Regions from separate parts of the Sus scrofa genome. Here regions 1 and 2 are each linked to region 3. Evidence: chromatin contacts called from public promoter capture Hi-C data. All regions are on one chromosome and are shown on one strand. The core of a region is the stretch at or near the end of the contact, and the rest is flanking DNA. Distances in the headings are between cores, read along the strand shown.

What was found. Promoter capture Hi-C pulls out the DNA fragments that hold promoters and counts their contacts.
Region 1: a contact with region 3 is called in a promoter capture Hi-C map of liver, with 2.5 times the contacts expected there. The contact joins the promoter of INTS10 here to the promoter of POMK in region 3. A contact is called at or near these places in 1 of 5 promoter capture datasets (liver) and 1 of 2 datasets of contacts at active chromatin or transcription factors (alveolar macrophages).
Region 2: a contact with region 3 is called in a promoter capture Hi-C map of fetal skeletal muscle, with 2.6 times the contacts expected there. The contact joins the promoter of HOOK3 here to the promoter of POMK in region 3. A contact is called at or near these places in 1 of 5 promoter capture datasets (fetal skeletal muscle) and 1 of 47 Hi-C or Micro-C datasets (liver).

What each region holds. Positions count from the first base shown.
Region 1 is chr17:12,086,393-12,089,092 of Sscrofa11.1, reverse strand. INTS10 (integrator complex subunit 10) reads left to right here and starts at 1,273. Exons shown (of 17, transcript XM_003134201.4): 1 at 1,273-1,649; 2 at 2,285-2,352. The coding sequence starts at 1,521.
Region 2 is chr17:11,816,672-11,819,427 of Sscrofa11.1, reverse strand. It overlaps HOOK3 (protein Hook homolog 3), which reads right to left and starts at 1,432. Exons shown (of 23, transcript XM_021077846.1): 1 at 1,205-1,432. The coding sequence starts at 1,261. RNF170 (E3 ubiquitin-protein ligase RNF170) reads left to right here and starts at 1,508. Exons shown (of 7, transcript XM_021077851.1): 1 at 1,508-1,769.
Region 3 is chr17:11,956,200-11,958,899 of Sscrofa11.1, reverse strand. POMK (a long non-coding RNA gene) reads right to left here and starts at 1,285. Exons shown (of 6, transcript XR_002339907.1): 1 at 1,156-1,285.

The sequences.
Region 1 (2,700 bases), core at 24-2,523, 130 kb before region 3:
GAAAATGCAGGTTTCAAGGTCTGCAAGCTAAAAATCAGGGAGAAGAGGGAGTTCCATTGTGGCTCAGTGGTAACAAATCCAACTAGTATCCATGAGGACTCTGGTTTGACCCCCGGCCTCATTCAGTGGGTTAAGGATCCAGCATTGTTGCCATGAGCTGTGGTGTAGATGGCAGACATGGCTTGGATCTGGCCTTGCTGTGGCTGTGGTACAGGCTGGCAGCTGCAGCTCCCACTCAACTTCCTATGCCCCCGGTGGGGCCCTTAAAAAAAAAAAAGAAAAGAAATTACTCCTTAGATATGCATCTTAACTAGCGCCTGGATCCTGTTTTTCTCCATCCTGAACTCCCCTCATGAGGCAACATCAGGAACTGAGGGGGTCGTGCTACAGTGGCTGATGGCTTGATAGCAGGCAACACTTTTGGTACACAATGTATATACTGTGCAACGTATACATTCATATTTAACATGTGTACAATTTTTCGATGTATAGAAGTATATAGTAATTTTTTCTTTCTTCTTTCCTTCCTTCTTTCTACAAACAAAGCAGCTTTGAATCTCTAATCTTGGATCCAAATAGAAGCTATCAGTGGTACTAGAACTTGCTAAAATTCTTGTGTATAGACTTTGGATTGGAAACTCCAATGAAATGTTTAGAACCCACGTTTTGGCACATTCTTCCTACTAGGCAAATAAACGCCTCTGGCTCCTGAGTGCGGCCTCCCTTCACGAGAGCAGGGAGATTATTTTATTTGGTGAAAAGGACACTGATTTCGATTGGAGGAGATGATTAAACAGCTGTTTTCTGTAGGTCAGCCATCCCCAACGATGTAAACTCCGGCTGGACCAGGATAATCAACTCTGGAGTTCCCCAGCACGCAGCAAAGCACTCTCCAAGGACTATCACCGCAACCGCTCGATAAATGTTTGTTGAAGAAACCAGGGAATAAAGGCGCAACAACAGTGGGACAGGGCGGTACCGAGGCTCCATGGCACCGGCGTTCCCACCGAACTCAAACTGGCGCAGGCTTTTCTGTCCATTCGAACCAGCAGCGACTCCGCGTCAACCTCCGCCCTCCAGCTTCTGCCCCGCCCCAGCGGTGGCTTCAGGGCGCCGGGACGCGCCGGCCACTGGGGGCGGCACCAACCGCCCGCCTCCCGGCGCCGAGGAACCAGGCTCTGCGCATGCTCCCTGGAGGTACCAGGGTCACACCCCAGTCCGCAAGATTGAGAATCCGATTCTCCACGTCTTGGAGGCGACCTGGAAGAGTCTGGACCAACACCCAAGCTCCTCAAAAGAGGAAGGGGCTGGGCGGAGGCGGAGAACCGACACGAAAAGGCTGCTTACAAAACCCGGAAGCCCTTCCGGATCCACGTGCGGACGTCCTCCCGACTCCATTCATGCGCAGTAGCGTCGGCGGCGGCGTCGGCGGCGTCGGCGGCGTCGGCGGCACTAGTTAGTGGTGGTGTCTCCTAGCCGGAAGGTCCGGTTGCCTCTGGGCGCCCGACGCCGCCGGGGTCATGTCAGCCCAGGGCGACTGCGAGTTCCTGGTGCAGCGAGCTCGGGAGCTGGTGCAGCAGGACCTGTGGGCCGCCAAGGCTTGGCTAATCACGGCCCGCAGCCTCTACCCCACCGACTTCAACATCCAGGTGAGGCAGGGCCGCGCGCTCAGGTGGGAGCGCCCTCCCAGCCCCCCTCCGCCCTGCCCGGGGCCGCCCCGCGGGGCGGCACCCAGGACCCCGGGGCCCTTCCCCAGGCCAGGCCGGCGCGGGAGAGGGGAGCGTTAGCATCCTGCGGCCCGGACCGCGCCTCGTGCGGCCGGGGAAAGCTGCCAGCCGGCCCCTGGGTCCGGACCGCGGCGGTGGGTTGGGGCGGGATGGGGGCGGGGCGGTGTTTGAGGTTCCCACGGGTTAGAGCTCCTGCGCTGTGTAGTGAGCACCAGCGATAACTCTGGGCTGTAGCTATGGAAGGGGATGGAACGCCGCCACATCTGCAGCCAATCAAAGTGTATACGTGTATCAGGGGAACGAGAAGCGCCTAAGCTTACAGTGTTAGACGCCAGGTGCCTTCAGTAATTCTGATCTTAGTGGCCACCTGCTATCTCTGAGCCGTTCCTGCACCCATCTGGGAACCGGGGCTGGGAGTGAGCCTGTTAGCCCTGTGGTAGTGTCTCCAAGTGATGCCTGACTCTGGGACCTCCAGGGGTCGGGGTGGGGGCCGAAGGGGGTGAGCAGGGCTGGCCCGGGGCCAAGGGCCTGACCCCTGGCTCTAACTTGTGTTGCAGTATGAAATGTACACGATTGAGCGGAACGCAGAGCGGACGGCCACCGCCGGGAGGCTGCTCTACGACATGTGAGTGGGGACGCCGCTGGGTCTCTCAGGAGGTTTTGTTCCTGTCCTTGGAAGTAGGAGCTGAGGGAAGATCTTCAAGTTCACCTGCATATGGGGTGCCTAAAGCTTACCCAGTCACGGATCCAGGCCTTGCATTAATTGCTGCCATATCTAATGCAAAGAGGTCTTCTTAGGTTTTATTCGTGTTAAAACTCTACTATCCAGTTTATTTTATTTTGGAAAATTTAACTTTGCAGAAGTTCAGACAGTACTGGAGTGTAGAGAACAATAGGTGGGAGTCCATCCTAACCTTAACCAGAGTTAAGTGTGTGTATATATGTGTCTGTAGACATACAGTACTCATCAGTA
Region 2 (2,756 bases), core at 183-2,682, 140 kb after region 3:
ACCTGGGCCACGTTATGCAGCTTATCTGTTTTTCTCTCTAAAACACAGCAGTGAAACCCATTTTCCCACGTGAAATTGAAACCCATTACAGCTGTAAGCTGTATGTTAACTACATACAATTGCAAATAATTAGTAATGCCAAGAATGCCCTAATATAAAAGTTACTGAATACATCAAGATCAAGCTCTGCCATCGTACTGGCTTCAGAAAACAGACTTGTGACATAGACAAATCATGAAAATCTCAGAGTATTCTGATTACATGCGTTACAACCAACTTAAGGCAACCTAAAGCAGTGCTCCTCCAACCTTTCCACCGAAATGCCCCCACGCAGGACAGTGACTATACTCCAGGTATCTAAATGTTATCACCCGAGGTACAGCCAAACCAAATTTGTGTGGCATCTGTGTTTTACCTTGAACATTAATATAAACGCTGTAGTCACTTCCATAAATACATCTGTGTTTTACTCTAAAAGTGATATTAAACGTTTTTGGCATTGAGTAAAATGAATGCTCCCTAAAGAAGCACCAGGTTTATCCCATGGCTCTGCAGATCTACACACACACACACACACACACCACACACACACACACTTCGAGAAGCACACAAGCATGGATTTTATATCTAACTGTAAGAAGAGGCTGCTAAAAGCATGGTCGTTGGCACTGGAACCGAACACATATTTACAGTAACTGAGGATTTTAACGAGCATTTAATATTTTAACATCGGAACCCCACGACGTTGCCCCCCAGCTGTCGAGTCCTCTGACTGTTGCCCAAAAACCTCCCGGATTTATCTCCATCTCGAGCGCCTTCACTAGGAACCTCCACTCGGCTCACTCCCTTCGCAATCCGGATGCCCCGGCCTCCAGTCCCGGCCCAGCGTTCCCCGGCCGCTCGCCCTCCCGGACTGCGCTCCGGCCGGCGTGCGTGACAACAAAGGCGCGAGCGTCCGGGCCGCCGCCCGTGACAGCGCCGCCGGCACCCGGCCCTCGGCCTCCACCCCGCGCCTCAGGCCCCGTAAGTTTCCCTCGGACCCCGCCGGGCCTCCCGCCGCAGACGCTGCAGCCCCGGCGTTCCGGCTCCCCGGCCCGGGCCCCGGATGTGACGGCACCGCCGCCCTCGGCGCCCGCCGGGGCGCGGGGGACCCCGGGCGGCGGCCTGGGGGAGGGGGCCTCCGACCGCCGCCGCCACCACCTACCCAAGTGAGGAGGCTCTCGCACAGCTCCACCCGCTCCAAGGACTCCACGTTGAACATCTTCCCGCTGGGGTTCGGGGCCGCCCCGCTGCGCCAGGAAGCCTGCGGCTCGGCCTGGGGCTGCGTCCGAGGGTCCACCCGTCAGTCCGCCCGGCCGCCGACTCCGTCCGGCGCTGGCGGCGGCTCCCGCAGCGTCACCGGCTCCCCTCCTCCTCGGGCCCTCGGGACCGCGCGCCCTCCGCGCGCGCGCCCTCCCGCCGCGCGCCCCCGCCTACAGCCCCGCCCCCGCCGAGAGCGCGGCCCGGCCTGAGCCGTCGGCCGCCCAGTCCTGCGCACGACCGCACACGCCGCCGCCGCCAGCCGGGTCGCTGCGCGTCGCCCCCGCGCGCGCCCGGCCGCCAGTCTCAGCCGCGCCCTCTGGGAAGCGCGGCAGTGCGCGTGCGCCGCGCCCGCGCTCCCGGCCAGACGGAGGCAGCGAGTGGTCGCCCGAGAGGGTGGCGGGGCGGCCCGGAAACAGTCCGTGGCCGCGGTTCCCGGGAGCTGGCGAGGTGTCCTCCACGGTGCAGAGGTACGCGCGGTCGAGCGGCGGGACCCCGGCGTGGGCGGGACGACTTTCCTCTGGGAGCCGGGGGGCCCGGGCGCCCGCGCGGGGCGGGCCGACGTGGCGGGCTCGGGGCGCCCCTTCCCGGCTGCGCGGACATCGGTGCCCCGGAAACTAGTTACTGGAAGTCGGGAGAGGGGGTGGGCGGGCGACGGGCCCCGAGGACCGCTACCTTCCCCGGGCCTGCACCTCCCCCTTTTCTCGGTGGCCTGGGATCGTCCTCGAGCTCTTAACGGAGGCGATAATCTCTGCAGGGCAACCGAAGAGTTGTAGTTGGGTGCAGAAAAGTGCATAAGGCAGAAGTGTTTAAGGAGTGATTAATTAGTAGTCAAACACTCAGGTGAAAACAACACTGCCGGCGCCTCTGGAGTTCCTCCCGCATCTGGCGTTCCTTTCTGAGCATCTTCCTCTATAGACCGATTTTATGATAATTCACTTTCTCGAATTTAGCTTTACCACCTAAATGCGCATGCCTAAACAACCGTTTTACTTTGCCTGGTTTTGAACTTTTATCAGGAATCATCGTGTTATTTTTGGCTTTGCATTAACAGTAAGTTTGTGCAGATCTATAGGTAATTTTCATTCCTGTCTAGTGCTCCATTGCATGAATATAGCAGTATATCCACTCTACTGTTGATGGGCATTTTATTTCTGGCTAAGAACAATGATGTAAGGTTTTTATCCCAAGATAGTGTAAATGTGTAAGAGTTTCTTTTAGGGTACATGCGTTGGAGACCTAGAATTGTTGAGTCAAAAGGTGTCCATAACTTTAGGAGCTAATGCCAAATTTTATTTGGAGTGCAGCAAAGTTAACTTCCCAGGATACATCCTTATTTGGCTTGTGGTTCCTGGAGCCCCCTATTTCCATGAAGACTAGGTTTTGTCATTGAGTTTTCAGAACTCCCAAGACAGCGTTGAGTTTTGGAGTTCCCTAAGTGGCCTAGTGGTTGAGGA
Region 3 (2,700 bases), core at 36-2,535:
GCAACACTGGATCTGAGTCCCGACTTTGACCTACACGGAAATGCAGGCTTCTTAACCCACTGAGCAAGGCCAGGCCATCCGCAACCTCATGGTTCCTAGTTGGGTTCTTTAATCACTGAGCCACAATGGGAAGTTCCAAGGCTACCTAATTCTTAAAGAAATCAGTTACCCACCCCAACACCTTTTTTTCTCTTTTAAAGGCATATTTCTGGAGTAGGTTTTCCAAGTCTAGGGTTAAGGCTGTATGGCTGAAGGAATTTTCTTGCTGAAAATAAGCAAAATGATACTCACAGCTCCTGCTTCTGTAAATTTAAAAATAGCAATGGTGGGGGTCAGACACAAAGGATTTCTGACAGTAAGAAAAAATTGGTAACAGGAAAAAGTAGGAACCACTGCTACACATTCACAGCCTAATTTAAAAACAAGAAAACCCATGGAACAAAGGTGGTTTTTACCAAATAGAGAATATTTTATACAACCAGAAAAGAATGGATTAGTGTCCCCAATACAACTGAGGGTAGAATCCCATTTTGCTAACAAAGCACGGGTACATTAAACATTCCAGATGCCTGCTTAGCCTTAAGGTTCTATAGTAAAGATCAAGGATGGAGAAGCCGAGACCACCAAAGGAAACTGCTAAACCCTTCTTTTTAAAGAAGGGCCACAGACGATTCCACAGCTGCACCCGGAGGCAGCAGCAGTGCCAAGGACCTCCAGGAGGCGGGCATGGAAGCCTGTCCTGGCAGAGTGTCCGTCAGCTAAAGTCCAGCTGGGCCGCCGGACTGGACGCGATCCAGCTGCCCCCCACCCCCACCCCCCGAGCCCGGCCGCAGAGCCTTGCCCCTCGCCGGCTGCTCCCGGGCCCGCCTACCTGCTGCCCCTTCCCTCAGGCCCGCCGCCCCCTCCCCCAAGCATGCCCCTCCCTGGCCCACCCCTCTTGTCCCAGACCCACTGCCTCCACCTGCAGCCGGGCAACCTCGCCTCTACCTGCGGCCCCATCAAGCGGCCCCGCACGCGGCCTTCTGCGCCTGCGCGGCCGGAAGCGCGCCCCGCAGGACCAGCGCAGGGCTGCCCCTGGTGTCCACCTCCTGCCGCGCACCCTGGGGGCCCGCGGCCGGAACGCAAAAGCGGAGTCGGAGCGCACTCGGAACCTACCCGGGCGCACAGGCTGGCTCCGGTCCCGGCGGCTTCTCTCCGAAGGCCTGAGGGTGGTGATGTGTTTAGTCCGGAGGCGCAGCCGGGTGCGGAGAGGACCTGTGAGAGCCAGACCCTGCAGAAGGCTCCCAGTCAGAGGAAGCCCTGCTTCCAAATGGTCCTCAGACGTGACGCCAGAGCTTCACGGCGTCAGGGGGCCTGCCAGAAGTGCATGTTCAGGGCGCCATCCCGGCCTGGGTTTGAGCCCGGTGCCTCGTTCTTATCTGCGATAACGCATTATGTGGTTCTGTATCCATGGATTCAACCAACTGTGGATCGTGTAGCGCTGTAGTACTTAGTATTGAAAAAAAAAAATCCACATGTAAGTGGAACTGTGTAGTTTAAACTTATGTTATTAGGGTCAACTGTTTATTTATTTATCTTTTTAGGGCCGCACCAGTGACATGTGGAGGTTCCCAGGCTAGGGGTCTAATAGGATCTGTAGCTCATGGCAACGCTGGATCCTTAACCCACTGAGCAAGCCAGGGATGGAACCCACATGCTCATGTGGGTCGGATTCGTTTCCACTGTGCCAGGAGGGGAACTCCTCAACTGTGTATTTAAAATGATCTCAAAATGTTTGTTTCATTAATTCCATTTGCATTGTCTCCTGGGATCTGGCTGCAGCCTGAAGTGTGGCTGGGAAATGGACTAGACAAGACTGGATGAGGGAGTTCCCATCGTGGCTCAGTGGAAACGAATCCGATTAGGAACCATGAGGTTTCAGGTTCTATTTCTAGCCTGACCCAGTAGGTTAAGGATCCAACGTTGCCATGAGCTGTGGTGTAGGCCGTCGGCTGCAGCTCCAATCTGACCCCTAGCCTGGGACCCTCCATATGCCACAGTGCAGGCCCCCCAAAAAGCCTAAGTAAATAATAAAATAAAGATTGACTTGAATTGATCCATAATCATGTGTGATCCCAGCCTAAGTTCACTGGAATTTATGTTGCATGTAAGGCAGTCTTTACTGTTGTAAATCTTCCTTTTTTATGTACTTTTTTTTTTTTCTTTTCTTTTTAGGGCCGCACCCAGGGCATATGGAAGATCCTAGGTTAGGGGCTGAATCAAAGCTGTAGCTGCCAGCCTGTGCCACAGCTCATGGCAAAGCCAGATCCTTGACCCACTGAATGAGGCCAGGGATTGAACCCTCATCCTCATGGATACTAGTCAGATTCATTTCTGTAGAGCCACAAGGGGAGCTCCTGTATGTATATTTTGAAAAATATGAATAAACATGAAATTTAAAATAAATAAAATCCCAGAATACAGTTTGAAATTACTAGGCATGTGAAACATTGTCCAAATTTCAATTTGCTTAGGAAAAGACTACTGATAGTCACAAATGACAGGATGACAGATAGTGGGGTTATAGAACCAAAGACATTAAAAATTATCTAGTGATTAGTTAGGACTCTGCAGTTTCACTGCTGTGGCTGAGTTTAATCCCTGGTCTGCGAATCAAGATCCAACATCAAGCTGCTGTACACCAGCAACAACCCCCCCCCC